Regions from separate parts of the Pan troglodytes genome. Here region 1 is linked to region 2. A link is a contact called in public Hi-C data. All regions are on one chromosome and are shown on one strand. Each heading gives the region's core, a stretch centred on a gene start, on an enhancer-like site or on the middle of the called end of the contact. The rest is flanking DNA. Distances are from core to core; before and after follow the strand shown.

What was found. Hi-C and Micro-C count contacts between places; a contact is called where the count stands out from the background.
Region 1: a Hi-C map of stem cell-derived neural progenitor cells shows a contact between it and region 2, with 5 times the contacts expected there. The contact joins the promoter of FOXP1 here to the enhancer-like site in region 2. A contact is called at or near these places in 1 of 7 Hi-C or Micro-C datasets (stem cell-derived neural progenitor cells) and 1 of 1 datasets of contacts at active chromatin or transcription factors (stem cell-derived excitatory neurons).

The regions. Positions count from the first base shown.
Region 1 is chr2:75,574,061-75,579,326 of NHGRI_mPanTro3-v2.0_pri, forward strand. It overlaps FOXP1 (forkhead box P1), which reads right to left and starts at 3,776. Exons shown (of 19, transcript XR_010155275.1): 1 at 3,696-3,776. LOC134809482 reads left to right here and starts at 607. Exons shown (of 4, transcript XM_063806304.1): 1 at 607-727; 2 at 1,022-1,563. The coding sequence starts at 607.
Region 2 is chr2:75,041,355-75,046,379 of NHGRI_mPanTro3-v2.0_pri, forward strand. It overlaps FOXP1 (forkhead box P1), which reads right to left. Exons shown (of 19, transcript XR_010155275.1): 7 at 4,384-4,521; 8 at 3,253-3,342. Among named protein-coding and RNA genes, the nearest start is that of MIR1284, 490 kb to the right of the region's middle. Within about 2 kb of position 1,802, at least 10 of the 24 cell types and tissues checked have an H3K27ac peak or open chromatin away from gene starts, as enhancers often do. A contact at or near this core is called in stem cell-derived neural progenitor cells, where this site is marked.

The sequences.
Region 1 (5,266 bases), core at 2,526-5,025, 530 kb after region 2:
TACAATGACTAATCCAAAGTCTAAGGGGGGTGGGGGATGCAGCCAGTGGCAAGATGTTAAACCTTTTTTTTTCCCTTTGCAGTGAGATTTTAGCTGACACCTTTTGAATGGTAACTAGTTGAGTTCCTTTTTTATATTTTTCTTGCTCTTTAATTGTGAGACGTTTCAAATAGAAAGACAGAGGGGGGAAAAAAAACAGTCCAAATTTCTGAAACTGTGAGCTGAATTTTCTTTTCCTGGACCCAAAGGGATGGGTATTTCCACTTTGAGAATCAAAACTCCAGTGGAATTCTAAAAAAGATTTGATACATTTCTCTCTGGAACAGAAAAATAGCAGGAACTCCTCTTTCTCAATTATGTAGGCTATCCCTGGGTAGAAAACACCTGAAGTCTTACTATTTCTTTAAAAATTCTAGTTTACACATCTCCCTCCAAATTGATTCTTGCTGTGGAAAACGGGGGTGGGGGAAAGGGGATGGAATGGAAAAATTTTGCAGCGATTCTTCAATATATTTTCAGTAGCAGAAAAATTCCTTTAAATATCCTTGAGGTCTTCTCAACTCAGCTATTGTCCAAGCCCTAAACCCTTAAGTCTACGTACAACCAATGGTGAAGTGTAGACGGTTTGAATGTACAGATGCCTTTCAAAGGGAATCCAGAATGCTCCTCCGGCATTCCTGTTTAAAGAGCAGTGACAAAAAAGAAAATGCTAACTTGGAAAATACCTGTGAGCAGACATGAGCGCAATTCCAGCCCCTCAGAAGTGGACTGCATAAGGTCAAATGCAACCAAATGAAATGTTTATATTAATTTCATTATTCTGCCCAAGCCTCACAGATGAGGGCTTGGGGGGTGGGGAGGTAGGGAAGAGGAAGAAATAAGTTTCATTTTGGGTCTTCTGGTAGAGCAAAAAGAAAATGAATTAAGACGAAAGCATAGGATGAGCCCAGACTAAATCAATACACTTTGTAATCAGCCCAGCAAGGGTATTTGGACACAATGACTTGGAAATAATTAATAGTTATAAGAGGGGAGTGGGGTGAGAAGGGGGGCGAGGATGTCACCATATTTTATCGGAGCACTTTACACTCCACGCTAAACTTTGATCTCCAGATTTTCAGATTTAGGAAAGAAAGAGGGGGAAAGGGTGGAGGGGAGGAAGTCCAGTATTTCGAAGCACCTACCGGCCTGAGGATGGGCACATTCCTCGCTCCCGGTGCCTTATCGCTAGGCTCGCGCCACCCCGGCTGGCTCTTTGGGGACGGAGAACCCCTAGTGCCGCCTGGGGCTCTCCGGTATCCCTGGACCCCGCGCCCGCGGCCGCCTCGACTTACCCGCGGAGTCCGGGGAGGGAGTAGGAGCGCCGCCTTCACGCCCGCGGAGGAGGCGCCGGCAGCACCATGGTCCCCGGCGCCGCTGCCGCTGCCCCCGGCCCGCTCGCTCGCTCGCCGCGCGCTCTCTTCCTCTTACAAACTTTCGGGTTCTGCAGTCGACAAGAAACCGGGGCGACCCTCAGCAAGTCTTCCCCGTGCAGGCTGGGGGGAACTGAAGGGGACGGGACGGGTGAGTAGGCCGAGGGGCCAGGACAGAGAGGGCAGCGGGCTCCGAGGACCCGCGAGTGCGCGTGGAGGGAAGAGAGGATGCGGCTCAGGGAATCCCTGCAAAGATCCAGAGACCGGGAAACCGGCCCGAGCCAAAGTCTCAGCACCTTCCCCAGGATCTCACAAAGTTGCAACAACATAAAGGAGGGGGGAGGAATAGGGAGAAGGGGGTGGGATGGGGATACGATCGCGGGCGCAAGGTTTGGAGTTACAACTGTTTATTTAGTCCTTATTCTCACAGGGGGCGGGAGCTGCGCGGGAATGGGGGGCTGCAGGCAGCGATTTCGAAGCAAACACATGGGAGGGGGGCATGCGACTTTGTTTCCGGGCGCGGAGCTCCCCAGAGCCCGTGTGTGTCACTGCCAGTCTCCCGGGACCAAGGCGGAGCTCACAACAGGTGGGGAGGGGGGCTCGTCGAGGGCCAAAAAGAAGAAGGAATCTAAGTTTCCGAGAGCGACGTTGTCTGAAAAAGAGGGAGGCGGGAGGCGGGGGCGAGGGGAGGCGGAGGCAGCAAATGACCGCGACCCCGCGGCAACTGGCAAACTCCTCGGCTCCCGGCGCCGCCGCCACCGCCGTGGTCCCCACTCGAAGCGCACGCCGCCTCGGCTCGCTGGCTCCAGGGAGTCGTCTCGGCGGGACAGGAATAGAGCGCAGGGAGCTCGGGAGGAAGGCTGCGCGCAAGCGAGGGACGGAGAGCCATCGGCCGCCAGGACAGGGCCGGAGGGACGAGGCGACACGCGCGCGACGCAGGACAAATCGGAGCTTGGGAAATCTCCCCGTCCCCCAAGCTTCAGAGGGGGGTAAAATCAGAAAATGTGTGTGATGGTGGGAGAGAGATCCGGGCGCGGCGACTCCTCGCAGCGCATCCGGCTCCCGCACCCACCCGTGGATCTGGCCACGGCTGTTGCGGACTCGTCTCGGGAAAGCGGAGGCCGAGCGCGCGTAGGGGTGCGTGTCTGGCTGGGGGTGCGCAGGTGCGTGTTTGAATTTTCCGGGCTCCGAGGGGGTGGCGGGAGAGCTTCCTCGCCGCTGACTCTCGGGGTAACGCGCGCGTGGCAGCGGGGAAGTTCCCCAATGCGGGGCCCAGGGCCAGGCACCACAGTCAGTCTGCTGGGGCCCGCGGGGCAGCTCAAGGGCACCGAGGGGGCACACACCCGCGGAGAAGGAAGGGGAAAAGTTTGCTCCAAGTCTAAACTTTGGGCCTAGGAGGCGCCCGGCGCGCGCCCCCTCCCGCCGCGGCCAGGACCCGGGACCCCGCACCGGCCCCGCGCCCGGGCGGCCACCGGACGCCAACGCCGGGCATCGAAAGTTGCGCCAGGCGGCCTGGGCTTATTGATTTCTCTCCCCTAGGCGATCGTGGAGAGCGCAGAGAGAGGCGTGAAGGGGCCTACGGGCAGGCGATCTCGCCTCCTCACAGTCGCCACCGCCCCCGCCCCCATTTGACTTATGCAAATAAACCCAAAGGGTGCGGGCGCCGCCGGAGCTCCCTCCACCCGCGCGCCGGCCCGCAGCCCCCACCCATCCCAGAGCTGGGCCTCGACCCGGGGGGGGAGAGGAAGAGAGGGGAGGGCTGGGGGAGATGCACGTGGAGCCTGGAGGTGGAAAGTAGTTTTTTTTTTTTTCCATTTTTTTCTCTTTTTCTTTCTTTTTTTTTTTTTTTGTGCTGGTTGTTGTTGTTGTTTAAAGTGGCGGAAACAAGACAGGAGGCGGCTTGGGAAAAAGTGGAGCAGAAATGGAAAAATACAAACTCACCCGCTGCAAATGGTCTCTCGGTGCAAACTAAGGTGTTTTCGGGCCTTTCCCCGCGCGCGCCCACTCCCGCCCGCGCGCGCACCCCGCGCACACACTCACTCGCGCACACACGCGCGCACACACGCACTCCCGGGCGAGGGCCGGGCCGCCGCGAGTACAGCGTGCAACCGCCACACAATAAATAACAATAGATTCCTCCGCTCCGGACTAGCTTCCCGGAGCCCAGCCAGCGCCAGTGGCGGCGGCGGCGGCGGCGGCAGAGGCGCGGGCAGCACCGGCCCGGGGGCGCACCCCGGCCCGACTCTCTATCTCCCGCAGGGGTCCCCTCTCCGCTTCACGCACCCCGTTGGGCACTCCAGCGGCCCTCCGAGCGGGAGCGGCTCCCTCTTTGCCGTTCGCCGGGGCGCTGGCGCCCACCCCCCTCCTCCCTCCTCCCTCCCCCCTCCCCCCCGACATCCCGGAACAAATAAATAAATAAGGCGCGCGAGAGAGGCCAACACGTCGCGGAGGGAGATGTTGTTATTTTTTGCTGTTGTGCGTCCCTGACGTCACATCCACCTGCTGGGTAAACAACCGGGCTCCCAGAAAAAAAAAATCGCAATTGCCCAAGAATGGGGGGGAGGTTGGGGGGAGGGATCCAGGGAGGGGGAAGTGAGGGGCGTCCGGGCAGGATTGGAAAGAGGAGAGGGAGGCAGAGCCCCGCGGGCCAGAGAGAGGAAGGGAACGCCAGAGCAGTCCCTGGCAACAGAGGGATCTGGCAGGAAAGACCTGGAAAATAAGGGGCAGGGGGGCGGAGGGGGAGATTCCTCAGGAGATGGGAAATGGGGGGCCCATTCAGACAGCGGAAAAAACGAGAAGGGAGAGTGTTAACTAGGGACGAAGATGGGAATGCGATGGCTATTTGCTTGGATTCTGAGCTAAAAATATGAAAGGGAGGGGAGAGGACAGGCTAGAATGTGAGTTTCCTCCAGTTAAAAGTGAAAGTGTTTTGCCATCAGTGACAGTTGAAGGAGAGCGGGGTGGGAGGTGGTGTTTTCAACCCCCTTTCTCCCTCTCTCCCGTCCTCCCTCGGTCTCTCCTCTTTCTTTCTGCACTTTGTCCAATGAAAGAAGGCGAGTTCGGGAGGTGAAAGTTCAGCAGAAGGACAAACCCCTGTTCGCAAGGAAACAGAAACCCCGCCAGCCAGCGAGGGGTTTTCTCCCCTGTTTCTCGGAATCAGGAGAGTGTGAATGTGGGACGAGCTTCTGCCCCCTTGTCAGAGCCACTGCAGGAATGTGCAGTCGAGTCCACTTTGGGGGAAAGTGGCTGCATCAGGAACTGTGTTCTTGCCACGACTCCTCTTAAGAAAACGCCTGGGGGCTAGCATGTCAGTCCGTTGTTTAACACAAATTACCTGCTCTCCCAGTGATCAGTCACGTGCAAAAAGCTTTGTCCAATTCTTTGAAAAGGTGAGATTTTTTTTTTTTCTTTTTGCGGTTTTTGAAGTTTGGTTGAATTTAGAAATTCGAAGGAATAAACTAAGAGCCTGAATTAAATGTTTTGAAATATACATACATAAAACAAAAGACACTAGTATTTCTTTCACTTTTATCAATACGCATAGAGAAGGAAGCAGAGTATGTGTTTCCAAAACGTGACTTGGAAAGCTGTAAGACCTCTATGTCTTGTTGTTGTTGTTGTTGTTGTTGTTGTTGTTGTTAACAGAAGTAAATTTTTTCAGACCCACCACCACAGAAGTGGCCAGACTCCCAAACCAGCATTTCCAGCTACTGGCTGGATGGTGTACACCAGGCCAATTCTTTATGAGAATATATTAAAAGTCACCCCTGTGGATTCCTACAAAGTACTTCCCCTTGCGGGGAGGGGAGAGGCTTACTGTCCCTTTGGTCTTGAGACCAGCACAGTTGTAGATA
Region 2 (5,025 bases), core at 552-3,051:
ACGGCCCTTTTAAAACAATCAACTTAGCCTACCTCACCCGCACAGGATGGAATCTTTTTTTGTAGCTCGATTTAAAATGAATTCTGCTGTCTATTTTCCTCACCACTTCTGTCCAATATTCATGAGCAGTCACTTCAATAGCTGTATTGGGCCTACGTCCTCTCTTCCTCCCCTACCTAAGAGCACGTATCTTCTTAAGGAAGGTCCTGTCTTGGTCCAACCCAATATGGAGCCAAACTTTCCCAAGGAAACATCTCAAGGCAACTTTAGGAGGGAAGGAAAAAAAAAAGCAAAGGTACATCATTCTGGCCAAAGATCAGGTGTCTTATTGCAGAGGTAATCAAAACAGGAAAAAAGGGGGTGAGGGGAGCCTGACAATATAAAATTATGAGCCGCTAATGACTGGGGACTCAGTAAATTAACATACTTGTTCCATCTGTCAACATCCAAGTTCAAACCTTGTTAAAATCATAACCACCAGTCCACATCATGAAAATGCTACCGTGTGACTCCATCTCGTTATAGCACAAAAGGACCACCACCTGCATGATAATTCCAGGAGACTGGTCCCTACCTCAGGAAACTACAGATCTCCTAAGCATTGTTACCCGGGGTCTCGGACAAATCCACTGGCACCATGAATCCAAGGAGACCCATCCACTGGTCTGCCTACCTCAAAGGATATTCAAAGCAACCTATCTCCTGGGTCACCTTTGCCTGGGAAGTGGATGACAAAGCACGGACCACAGCAAACCTAGCGACCTGGAGATGCAAGAATGTTCCTACAATGTCTTGCTTTCTCCTTGTTTGGACACAAAGTGTTCTCCTTCTCCCCTACACTCCCCACCCCCTGCCACTCCCTTCCCAAACTCAGGGACCACTATCATCTTTGTGCTCTGAGATGCTTTCCTTTCTGACAACAGCAATTTGGGAGAGGTAACTTTTATCCTTCTTTCTGCTGTGTAACTTTCCCCGTCACATTTCTTTATGTGCCCTCTGAGCTCATCTGAACTTTCATGTTCTCCCAGCATGCAGACGTGCATTCCAAACTATGTCTCACAGACCAAATAAGAGGTTAATAAGAAGTGGCAACAGAAAGGAAAAACACAATCCCTGGTAACTGATAAGAATGACAGTGGCAGCCCTTTTTTGTTTGTCTTCAAATATAGAGTTAAAGATCTTTAAAAAACTAAATTTTGATGCCTTTGAAAAGAAAGAAGCACAAAATAACAACAGGGGGTTATTGCCTGCAAGCCACAGGGGAGAAACTCCATAATTCTTATTCTCCCTTTTGAAGGCTGTTAGCAATCTGATTCAAAAAAGCAACAGCAGAAGGGGAAACCTCTTGAGGCTGTAACCATTTCCTGTGATCATGCATAATGTGCTTCAAAAGTGGGTTTTTACCAATTCTGTTGATCAATTGCACCTCCTTCATACCCCTTCTTTTTTCTGCTGTGTTTACATCTGATGTGACTCAATGACAAGCACTGTCTGAGACTGTGAAACAGGCCTGTCATGTTGATTTATGGGCGCATCAAACCACAACTTGTCCAAACTGAAGCTCGCAGTTCATTAATTAGAGAGTTGTGACTTTGAAGTCAGCTTTCAGACTGTGGTTTTTAACATTTGGCTTAATTTATATGCTCTTGAATGTGGATCTCTAAGGAAAAAACTGAAATTCCCTTCTTGTCTTTGAACTTCTTTTGACCGCACAATAATCATTTCTTTGTCCAGAGTGATGCCTGCAATCCCAGAGTCATTAACGCGCATTGAACTGCCACTGATGAGTAAGCCCTGCTGAATTAGAAAAACAGCCAGCAAAACAAAGCTGAGAGCCTTCTGCACAGTGATATCTCACAATTACATGCCTTCCCTCCCTGTGCCATTTCCATTTTAATTACTGTTAGTCCTTTAGATTTACATTTTAGACACTTTTTAATCTGTTCCCTTTTTTATTATAGCAGCACCCGGTAGAGCGCCACTGTACTTAAGGTTGTGTCAGCATTTTCATTAAAACACCTCCTCCCGTTCACCCCAAAACTGCCCCTACTCTGCAGGGGTTTACATCCGGCTGCTCAACAGGACTCCAGGGTGAAAACTTGGCAGGACATGGAAAACGTCCCCAATTTGTGTCAAGGGAGGAGGCAGCAAAGGGAGAATGTCTGGGTCACTCCCAGGGTGTAAAATTAGCACAGCCCAGCATCCTCACTTAGGTGAGGGACAGGGACGTCGAGTCACCTGGTAAGACTCCCCGCAAAAGAACAAAAGTGGCCACCTGCTTAGGGCTGGTGAAGAAGCTGTTAAAGTGGATGAGGTGCTGTATATAGAATTATAAATTGTGTCATCCCAAGGAGAACACTTAAACAAAAAGAATTTTCAGTCCACTGTAAAAATATGAGGAGGCAAGTTAAATTGGATAACTCTGGAATGGGTAGAAAGATGTCATAATAACGCACACATGCACACGGATACTCCCACAACTGAGTCTCACCCACGCAGAACTGAATAGAAGGTGAACTGGTAACTCCCTGGAAAGAAAGGCCTTATCATTTATGGGACGAATGGTGTCAACCTTCATGGTGTGGCATAATGTGATAAGTTATGGACACTACCAAGCGTGGTGCATATAGAAGCTATTATGATATACTTTTTTCCCCCCTGCTCAAGAAAACACAACCCAAGCTGGAGTCTTCTCTAACTTCAACTCATGCTCTCTGGCACATGCCTTTAGCAATTACATTATGTACAACTTGCAGGAAGAAGTTAAACAAAAGATGTGGATGTTTAATCTTGTTCTAACATTTTTGTTTGTTTATCCAACCTCACAAGGGGTTATTCTTCCAATGGAAAAGGCCATCACCACACACCCAAGCTCTGTGAGCTGGGGGAAAAAAAAAAAATTAAGTGTGCATCCAAGTAAAATTTTCCTGAAAGCACTTCACTTCTCCCAGCTCCATCCTGGCCCTCAGTTGTTACCAGGTTGCAAAAAGTAACCTGAAGACTCTGTCAACGATGCCTCTCCTGCTCCTCACACAGGTACACGTGCAGTGGTGTTATAAAATATGTGGCAGCAAGCAAATGGAACCCAGAAAAATCTGAGTGAAAACAGGACAATAATTCTCAGTCTGAAAGCTGAGAACCGATAGAGTCAGCTCAGTTGTGCAATCATTTAAAAGATGAATGACAGTTTAATAGCCACTAGATAGTCCTCTGGGATCTGTGGTTTGAAAGTAAAATATGTATTGTCGGTACCTCTTTAGGCTGTTTTCCAGCATGTTGTTGTTGTAAAAGTTGAAGCTGCAACTGTTCCTGTTGTTTTTTATAAAACTCTTGAAGCTGCTGCTACAAAGGAAAGAGAGGACGGTAAGTAACAGAGGGTAGCGCCAATCCACTGTCCCTTTTGGTGCCATACACAAACTGTGATTTGAAAAATAGCATCCTTTTATCTGTAATGGCCTGACCTTTAGTTTGAAACTCGACAATAAATTCAGCGCACACTGACTATTCTTGGCATTATTGTTTGAAAAGTAATCTCCAAAATGAACTGATGAAAAACATACCATTTTCTACACAAACTAATTAAAATAAGGCAAAGAATGACCTTTGATTGTACAACAAAGCTGAAATGCCCTTGCTGAGAGAGTCTGGTGAATCTCTTCTGCATGCTTTCTAAATGACATGGCTGGGCACTATGCAGTGTTATTCAGTGTGTGCATGGACAGCCTGGGAGCTTCCGCTGCATCCTGTCCCCACCACCCCAGGCCAGTGACTCCCAACGCTGTAGTTCCGAATCTCATCTATTTGGTTCAGGTGGCTGTGAAGTCTGAATATTAGGTCCCCATAGTGCAATGACAACCAGAAGTTCATTTCAGCAACATCGTATGTGGAAGAAGTAAAATCAACTCTGGACCTTAAAATTAGCAAATTCTAGAATGCTTCTTTATGTGTAAAGAAAAAAAATCTGTAAGCTTCTGAGTTGAAATGGGGACTTCAAGAGCTGTCATATTTAAACCACTCCCAACGTGCTCCTCATTTTGCTTTGATTCACACCATTTAGGAGCCTCTGGGCTTACCAAATAAAACAGTGTAAAGCCATGTAAACCTAAAAGATCTTACTGCTACCAAGTCCAATTACAGCCCTGATCTCAGTCCATCGGGTACTCTCCAGGCCCAAACACTAGTCACCATGGCAGGGCTCCTCTCTTTTGGGCATGCAAAAGCACATCGATTATTCAGGGAGTGGTCTGTGTCCTGCCCCACCCACGCTGCTTTACTCTTCTCTGGGCAAAGGAGCTGCTCTGGTGGAGGGGAGATTGAGAATGGAGTGATGGGGGCCCCTGGGTTCTGGGGGAGACAGGCTGGAGGTGGAGGAAGGACAATTACCTGTTGAAGCATGAGGGCCTGCTGCTGCTGGAGGAGAACCTGGAGCTGCTGAGGGCTCAGCACTTGTTGCTGGAGGATCTGCTGCATTTGCTGGGGAGTGATAACTTGAGGTGTCATCATAGCCACTGACACGGGAACCTAGAATGTTAATGAAGGATAAATAGGAAGCCAGGAAATCAGAAGCACGCAGCCTCCCAGGTTCAGCAGCTGACTGCCATCAGCCTGCTTAAAGAGTTGACCAATTTCCCATGCAACATGTATTTATCCAGAGGGGATGCAGCAACAGATCCTATTTAATCTATCATGGAGTTTATTTTAAAGAAAGAAAAGTAAAATCTTGCAGTACTGACAGGGGTTCCAGGCAGCCTTGCAAGCACACAAAAAGGACAAACTTAATAAATGCTAACTGGAGTTAAGATACGACAGTTCTCAATTGCTTACTGAGAGTGAGTTTTTGGTCAAAACCATCTGTGGGAAGTTAACCCAAACTTGAATTTTGTTTGAGAGAAGACAAATGGTAACCAACACCTTTGCAGGTGGAGCCCATATGACCCACTTGCTCTGTGGACAGTGATTTTAAGAACAACCAATCAATGCTTATACTTGCTGGGAAGGGAACCTTGGACACACCTTCCGAACTTA